3 separate regions of the Sus scrofa genome follow, and all the other regions are linked to region 1. The links are chromatin contacts, called in public Hi-C and HiChIP or PLAC-seq maps. All regions are on one chromosome and are shown on one strand. The core of a region is the stretch at or near the end of the contact, and the rest is flanking DNA. Distances in the headings are between cores, read along the strand shown.

Region 1 (2,639 bases), core at 82-2,581:
TCCTCACTACCCTGGGTGAGGCAGGGACCAGAACTGTGGGGTGGAGAGGAGGGGGTGAACCAAGAAGAAGGTTAGCCAAGCAGGCAGAGCCAGGGAGGGATTACTGTCCTGGAGGTCATGGGCAGAAGACCGAGAAGGTCAGAGCCTGCTTCTGGGGTACAGATGCCTCCCAAAGGGCAGAGGAAAGGGGATGAGATGGGAGATCTGAGCTTCTATTTTGGAAGAGATGGTTGGCCTCTGTGATATGGTATGTGTCTCTTAATCCTCTGAAATTCAGTTTCCTTGTCTGTGGAGCTTTCACCAGGTGTAACTGAGGTGAAATGGAAAGCAAGATGCTGGGAGGCATTCAAGGCATGCGCATTACAAGGACAGGATTCTCTTGGGGGACTGTTGCTATGGGCAAGTCTCCAGGGTGGGAGAAGAGGTACCACCCAGAAGAATGAGGCCTGGGTTGATGAGGGAGGGAAGGCAGGGGCTAAAACGCTGTGTCTGGGGTTTAGGAGAGAGGATGACTGAAGAGGAGGTGGAGACAGTTCTGGCAGGACATGAGGACAGCAACGGCTGCATCAACTATGAAGGTGAGCGGCTAGGAGCTGAAGAGACAGGGGAAGAGGGGAAGCATGAGGCTCCTCGTATGTGGGGGCGCGTCCTGTGGCCCAAATTATCTAAAGTCAGATGGATTATCAAGACCATCTTCTGAAGCCCCTCTTGCCTCCTCTCTCTGCAGCCTTCCTGAAGCACATCCTGAGCGTCTGAGCTCTACAGGTAGGGCCCTCCCACTTCGCCTTGTGAGGCCAGCCTGCTTCCCTTCCCTCTACCAGAGACATACGTTTCCACGTCCTGCTGCGCGCTTGAGCTCCAGGATTTGGCAACGTTCATCTTTTTCCACAGGTGCAGTGGGGCTCGACAAGGAGTCCCCCTACCCCTCGCGGGCGAAAGCAAGTTCCTGCCGCTAGGAGGCCACCTATTGTTTCAAAATAAAGTGACGGTTCCTCCCCTAAACCTCCGACTCTTGCTTTCTTCAGAGGTGGGGGAGGGAAGGAAGGAAAGGGAGGGATCTCCTCTCCCAAATCCGACATCCCCCGATTTTCCTGCGGCTCGCAGGAGGAGATTCCTTGCGCCCCACCCCACCCTCCTCTGCGGTTTCTGTGCCCCGGGTAGGACTATTCTGAAAAATGAGCCGCAGCGGGCCCCGCCCACCTCCTTACTAATGTAGCAGCAGCATCTGCATAAGACCGGGCCAGGATCCCTATTGGCTGGGTCAACGGAGGGTGACGTCATTGGGACGTACTAAGACTAGGGTTGGGCCGAGAACCGGAGCCATTACTGCAGGAAAAGGTCCCGCAGAGCCAAGCAGTCAAGATGGTGGGGCCCGGGGCTGGGAGGATGAGCGGGATTGGGGGCGAGAGGCGGGAAGCCGGGGGTAGGGGGCGAAGAGAAGGCAGAAGGTAGGGGGCAAAGGGACTTGAGGGTTGGAGGTGGGGTTGGAGATGTTGAGAGCCTGCCCTGCTGGGAAGCGAGAGTGCCCAGGATGGAACAGGAGTTCGTGGTTCAGAGTTCTTGGGACGGGGCTGGAAGCTTGGGGGATTGGAGTTAAGATGCTGATCGCTCCCCTCTTCTCCGAGCAGTGTGACTTCACCGAGGACCAGACCGCAGGTAGGTAATCTCTGACCCCGCTGAGGTCATGCTTAGGGAGAGGGACATTCCTTCTAGCACCTACCCCCTACCTGTCATTTCTTCAGCACCCACAAGGGAGTACCTCGTGGATTCCCTTCTCCCTCCTTCTGGGCCTCCATTTTCTTTTCTCAATCTTTCTTCCTCCCTCCCTTTCTACTCTAGATCTGAGCCCCAAGCACCGGGTGAGTTCTGTAGGTGGTGTGAGCATGTGAAACAGCTTGGCCACCAATGTCTGCCGTGTGTGGGGCTCGGGAGTGATGTATTAAGCTGCTTGTGCTCCTCTGTTCCTTAATCACCTCCTTCTGCCTCTTCTCTCCTCCTGTGCTAACTTTCCCCCTCCCCCAGCTTGGAATTGTGAAGGTTGTAAGAAGCAGTGACCTGTTGTTTTGCTGGTACAGGGGAGTTTGTTGAGGACGCTTCTTTGCAGCTATACTCTCTGAAAGATTTCTTTCTGTACTGAAGGGGTGAGAGTGGCAGGCTGGGATGACCCCAGTCCCAGGCTGCTGCTCCCACTTCCTTATAAGGACAAGGCCCAGACTGGGCGGTGGCAAATTCCTGCCCTGAGTACTGTAGTGAGGAGGCTGGGCAGGCTTGCTGTAGGCAGAGGGGGTATGGAAATGGCAGTTACCACTCTGCCAGGGCTTGAGGAGAGCTGTCTTTATGTGGGACACCTGAGTTGGGAAGAAGGGACACTAGATCCCTCTTAGAGGGCTTGGGTGTACAGTGGTATAAATATCTGGTTTCCTCAGCGTGATTAAAGTTGAATGGGCAACGGGGACTGTGAGGGAGGGTTTGGGTTCATCTGTGCCTGCCAGGTGCTGATGTTTATCCGAATCCTCAGAGTTCAAGGAGGCCTTCCAGCTGTTTGACCGAACAGGGGATGGCAAGATCCTGTACAGCCAGTGTGGGGACGTGATGAGGGCCCTGGGCCAGAACCCCACCAACGCCGAGGTGCTCAAGGT
Region 2 (2,639 bases), core at 63-2,562, 190 kb before region 1:
TATAATGCAAATGTTTTTAAAAAATTTTTTTTTCTTTTTATGATTTTGTCTCTTTCCTCCAACCTTTTGTCCTTGAGTGTTCTTGCTGTTAACATTATTTGTAATTTAGTTTATAATTCATTAAAAAAAAGTTCTTAGTTTTATAGCTCATCTCTGTGTTTTACTGAAAGAATGGTGTGTGAGAGAATATGAATGTATGCGATAATTGGTTTCAGACTCCTTTTCCTAATCTCTGTGCAGGGCTACCCACCCCATCCCCATTTTGATCTCTGTGATGCAACTGGGATAGTGCCGAGGGTGGGCAAGGTGGGAATTATTGCCCTGATTTTACAGCTAGGGAAACCGAAGCTTATGTATTTCCTACTTCTCTTTCCCCACAAACTTACATCTCTCCTTGCCCCCACAACACCTACACATAGACATATATCCCATACACATACGTACGAGGTGCCAGTTCCAGAATTTCAAGGTTAGGGTTTAGGAGCAGCAGTATGTTTGGAACTGGGCTCCATGGGAATTTGCATTGACATTGCATTTCCCAGGAAGCTCCCCTTTTTTTCCTTTTTGTTTCATATCACAAACGGTAAAGTTTTCCAAAGTAGTTTATTCATATTTACGTACAATTGAGAATATATCAATCGTCTTATGAAAAATTACTATAACAGGGCTAAAGCCTCCTCAAGTTACCACTTCTAGGAGTTGCCATTGTTTCATCTCACCAAAAAAAATCTCAGACTGCCCGTGGGCCACCCTTCGGAGCCCCACTGAAAGGAGGAAGCACCGATGTGAAGGGTACTTAAATTCCCAGGCTCCAGGTCCCGGAGAGAAGTATTTCCCTTACGCCCGCGAATTTGTCATAGAGGGCGGGGCGCTGAAGGCAGGCCTGCCGAATACGGGGGAGGGGCGGAGGTCAGTAGCGGCCTTCCAAAGCCTTTCGACCCCGCCTTGCCTGCCATTCAAGTCTCGAATTTTCGAAGTACTGGTTAAAATTTCACTTTGACCCGCCTCCGTCGCTCACCTGATTAGATGTTTATGAGTCAAAAGGCGGGGTCATGAGGATGTCGAGAGTTTATTGGTTGAGGTACACGCCTGTTAGTGGTGTACCGCCCCCTATCTCGGGGAGCTCACTCTTTAGTGGCTCCTCACCTCGTCCATCTCCAAGGTTTCCCTCTCTGTATTGGTGCAGAGACCCGTCTGTCCAGTCCTTTTCTCGTACTCATTGGTGATAGCGCCGAAAGAGATCCGCCTTTCTCCAGAGGATTGGCGGATTAGGGCGCACAGAGCCCACCCTCTGTGGTAGGCGGGTAGTCGTGCAATTGGCTGGGGCCCCCGCCCCAGGGCGAGGAGGAGGAGGAGGGGCAGGAGGGTTTGGTTGAGCTGCAGCTGTTTGTCTGTTCGACACAGGCTTGGGCCCGACGGGGGAGACGGAGCCCCAGGTACCTGGCTGATGGAGCCCGCAAGGGCAGGGGCGGAGGCGCCCCGGAGAGGAGAGCGGCCTGGCCTGAGGGCAGAGGCGGGTCTAGGCCTCCGCGAGGGGTTGGAGTGGCCCACTGGAGAGGGGAGAAGGGGGCCGGGCCCCAGCAGGCCTAATGGGGGCGCTGAGGAGGGGGCCGGGCGGGCTGGGAGCCCGAAGTTGGTGAGTCGGGAAGGCGGCTGGGTGGTGTTGGCTGCCGGGCTGGGCGCCGGCGCGGGAGGCCCGTGGCTCGCGTGCGGGCAGGGGCAGGCCTCTTTGAGCCTCGCCGAAGAGGGAGGAGCTGGGGAGATGGGATGGGGCGGCGGGTGAGGTAAGCCCATGCCGGGAGGTGAGGAGGGGTCAAGCCCGACGCCCGGGCCCCGAGGGGAACCGGGGCTGAGGCTCTCTCGAGAGGTCTCAGTGGAAGGGCCAGAGAAAGGTTCTTAGCTGTGTAAGAGGCATTCTTTTCGGGCAAAGTGACTATTATAAAAATAACTAGGGTGCTCCAGAGTTGAGCCGACAGGGATTTGGGTTCAGTGAGGGAGAACCGAGACAAGCCAAGAGAGCTTTCTTAATCTAGAAGACTCGGAACTGGAGCAAGGGAAGCAGGGTCTCGCATCAGTTATGGGAGCTGCTGGGAATGCTAAAGGGTGAGCTAGAGGCTCAGGGTCTTGCGAGAACTCATGCTTTTGTTCCCATTACGTGTGGAGATGTGGTAACTTGAAGTTTTTTGGTACTCCTGGGGTAGCCAATGAAGACAAAAGTAATTTTTTTTTTCTCTAACTGTTGGCCGTTCACACACTTTAGACTGCAGTCTCTGTTTCTTCTTACCTCCTGTTTCATGTCCTGTGAAAAAGCTAAGAAGTCGGCTTTGGGGGTGTTCATTCTTTCTTTCCTACTTAATAATGTGGTCTTTATTGGATACCTTGTCTCTGACCCAGCAATGGAGAATCAGTGATTTATTTTCTGCACTGGAAATGGACTTAGGGATCCCGCAGCCATCCAGAGACCTTCTGACCATAGTTGGGGAAACTTTCGTGGCACTTGGACTTGGGTATTTCCCAGGCAGGTAATGGTTAGGTGGAACCAAGCCTGGAAATATGAGGTGATATCACTGAGGAAGGGATTTGGGGAAGAGTGAGAAATTCCATTCCAGAAGGTTGGCATCACCCCTGTTCTTTGTCTC
Region 3 (2,639 bases), core at 42-2,541, 140 kb after region 1:
AGCCTCCACTCTGCTGCTGAGTGCCTGAAAGAACCCCAGTGTAAATCCTATAGGCCTCACCTTGTCTGCCAGCCATGCAAGATAACACACAGTAAGCCAACACCATTCTAAAGTTTTCCTTTCCTTCCCTTCAGGTGCTGGCAGCTTTAATCTGTCTGCAAAAGAGAAAGTATAAGTTCTTTGCAGGAGTCAAGGTCACTTGTGGAACTGTCCCTCCTTGGATTAGAAGGCTGGGACTCCCCTCAGCACAGCAGTTTCTCTGTTTAAAGGGTCAAGTTACCCAGCGACAAAAGTAATTTTGGCAATATGAAATTGAAAGCACCATTACCTGCAACAATACTCCTATGGTCCCAGGGGTAGCAAAAGTCAAGTAAAAGACCCCACAGAATAAGAAGAACCTCTCCTAGGTAGAGCGAACTAATAACAAAACCTGAGTGAGTAAGTAGGAGGACCAGTCATGTAACCTTGGAATTACTATCTTCTGCCCTGGATCTTCACTTAGCCTGCAGTTTGGGCAAATAACTTTTCCGGTTCTTTCTCCAATCATATGTGATAATCATGAAGAAGGTTTTACACAGGCGCTCCACCCACCCAAGCTCCTCCTACATAAAAAGTACAAGAGTTCCAAGGACAAAGAGGACCCAGGGTCGCATTCCTCTAGCAAGGACTGCTACGGCTTGATCACTAAAGTAACTGGGTGGAAAAATGCAAGCAGGCAGTTCAGAAACTGACAAGGCCCTTTCTACAAAGCAGAAGCCGAAATTAGCTACTGCTCCAGCTTTGGTCCAGGGATAGAGTGAGCACACTTGCTCACCCCTGCCGCTTGTCTTACCGCGGCCACTTGTCTTACCCCGCCCCCTCCTCCAAACAGGCTCTTTTCCTAACTCCAATGGAACACAACACCTATGTTCTGCATTAGCGGCTCCTTTTTCCAAGGCCAAGCATCCGCCCGCACCCCCGACCCCGCCGCTCCAGACATGCGAGGTGACAGTAGGGTCCGGCCTCCCCACCCACCCAAGACCGCAAGCCGGGCGAGTAGCACTCCTTTCACCCCAGGGGCCGGAAGGCCAGCGAAGCACATGGCCCTGGGAGCTCCAGGCAGGGCTGGCGGCCAGCCAAGCGCAGGGTGCCTTTAAGACGCGCTGGAGTGCGTCTGGGTAGGGGAGGGAGACCCCGGAGCTTGAGGGCCTGCAGTCTCCTCAGCCCCACCCCAGGACGGCGCGCTCCCTCCCTTAGTTACTCACCTTGGCTCCGAAGAGCCGGGCGGCCGCAGTGAGTAAGGCCATGGCAGGCGAATTCGGAGATCTGGCGGGGAGGGAAGGAGGGAAGAGAAATGCGGCAGGAACGGGAGCTGCCGCCGCCGCTGCCCCAGAAGCCGCGCTGGCTTGGGGGGGGGACAAGGTTGAAAGGAGGCTGCTGAGGGAAAGGGTAGACGAGCCGGCGGCGGCGCCCAGCCCGGGGTCCTCAAGGAAGCCCCGCCTACCGCCCGGAACCCGCTCCCGCCCCCTCTCAAGGGCTTGCTCCGGGCTCGGCCATTGGTCCGGCCTGCGTGGGGGGCGGGCCCTAAGCCGTTGACAGCAGTTGTGATGGGGAGGATTGGACCGTCCGAGGTAGGCTAATTAAGGGTGTAAGGGCGGGGGGAAGCGTATAGGTGGCTAAGTATGTGCCTGAGACCCCAGTTAACTTCCTTCTTAGGCTTTCTCCTTAACCCTTATCCACAGTTGGGGTTAATTCTGAGATGGCTTTTAGTGAAAAAGCGCTAAGGACTTCGATTTTTAAAGGTCCTCGGAAGTCAACCCCTTAATACACTATCAATGCAAGTGGTCCTACTTCTTTGGCATGCTATCTTGAACAGTGTCTTTGGTCAATGACTTAATGGCCATAGAGGTGATACAATGTGGACAGAGGCAGTGATGTTAGAGTTAGCTACTTGGTGGAGGTCATTTGAGGCAAGCGGAAGCCATGGCATTGTAGATACCAACAGACCCCAGAATGTGGAGAAGGAAAGCTGAGGTAGGTCCCTGAATATCCAGTGGTTTTTGCGGACTCTCAGTTTTGTGTCTAGTGCCAAGAAATCCAAATCTTACTAGGCCCCCTTAATATGAAGGCTTCCGGTGCAGGTCAGGCCCTCTGGGTACAGATCATTAGTTTCAGTGCCACTCCAGTCACATAACCCCACACAGCCAGTCCACCCCACATCTATCTAGCTGAAAGATGAGCTTGGAGTTCCCACTGTAGCTCAGTGGGTTAAGAACCTGACATAGTGTCCATGAGGATGCAGGTTTATCCCCGGCTCGCTCAGTGGGTTAAGGATCTGGCACTGCCTCAAGCTGTGGGGAAGTTCACAGATGAGAGAAGCTCAGATCCAACATTGCTGTGGCCAGCAGCTGCAGTTCTGATTCCACCCCTAGCCCAGGAACTTCCATAACCCACAGGTGTGACTATAAAAAAAAAAGTTGAGGCGTCAAAAACCAACCCGCAACAAAAATCACCTCACCCCCCCCCCTTTGGCCAAGGCCTGCAGCCTGATTTCCTGGGCCAGGGATGAACACGTGCCACAGCAGTGACAAACTGGATCTTTATTCTGCTGTGCCACAATGGAACTTCATCACCTCCCTTTTTGTCACATCACTGCTGTC

What was found. Hi-C and Micro-C count contacts between places; a contact is called where the count stands out from the background. HiChIP or PLAC-seq counts read pairs in DNA pulled down with a chosen protein or histone mark.
Region 2: a Hi-C map of liver shows a contact between it and region 1, with 2.2 times the contacts expected there. The contact joins the promoter of RAB5B here to the promoter of MYL6 in region 1. A contact is called at or near these places in 2 of 47 Hi-C or Micro-C datasets (liver and skeletal muscle) and 1 of 2 datasets of contacts at active chromatin or transcription factors (skeletal muscle).
Region 3: an H3K27ac HiChIP or PLAC-seq map of alveolar macrophages shows a contact between it and region 1. The contact joins the promoter of CS here to the promoter of MYL6 in region 1. A contact is called at or near these places in 1 of 5 promoter capture datasets (liver) and 2 of 2 datasets of contacts at active chromatin or transcription factors (alveolar macrophages and skeletal muscle).

The regions. Positions count from the first base shown.
Region 1 is chr5:21,557,994-21,560,632 of Sscrofa11.1, forward strand. MYL6 (myosin, light chain 6, alkali, smooth muscle and non-muscle) reads left to right here and starts at 1,332. Exons shown (of 7, transcript NM_001163997.1): 1 at 1,332-1,365; 2 at 1,629-1,656; 3 at 2,519-2,639. The coding sequence starts at 1,363. MYL6B (myosin light chain 6B) reads left to right here. Exons shown (of 8, transcript XM_003126266.3): 5 at 1-15; 6 at 501-578; 7 at 728-765; 8 at 892-1,002. The coding sequence ends at 756.
Region 2 is chr5:21,372,021-21,374,659 of Sscrofa11.1, forward strand. It overlaps RAB5B (ras-related protein Rab-5B), which reads left to right and starts at 1,313. Exons shown (of 6, transcript XM_021091797.1): 1 at 1,313-1,436. It also overlaps a transcript of CDK2 not described here.
Region 3 is chr5:21,699,272-21,701,910 of Sscrofa11.1, forward strand. CS (citrate synthase) reads right to left here and starts at 1,292. Exons shown (of 11, transcript NM_214276.1): 1 at 1,245-1,292. The coding sequence starts at 1,286.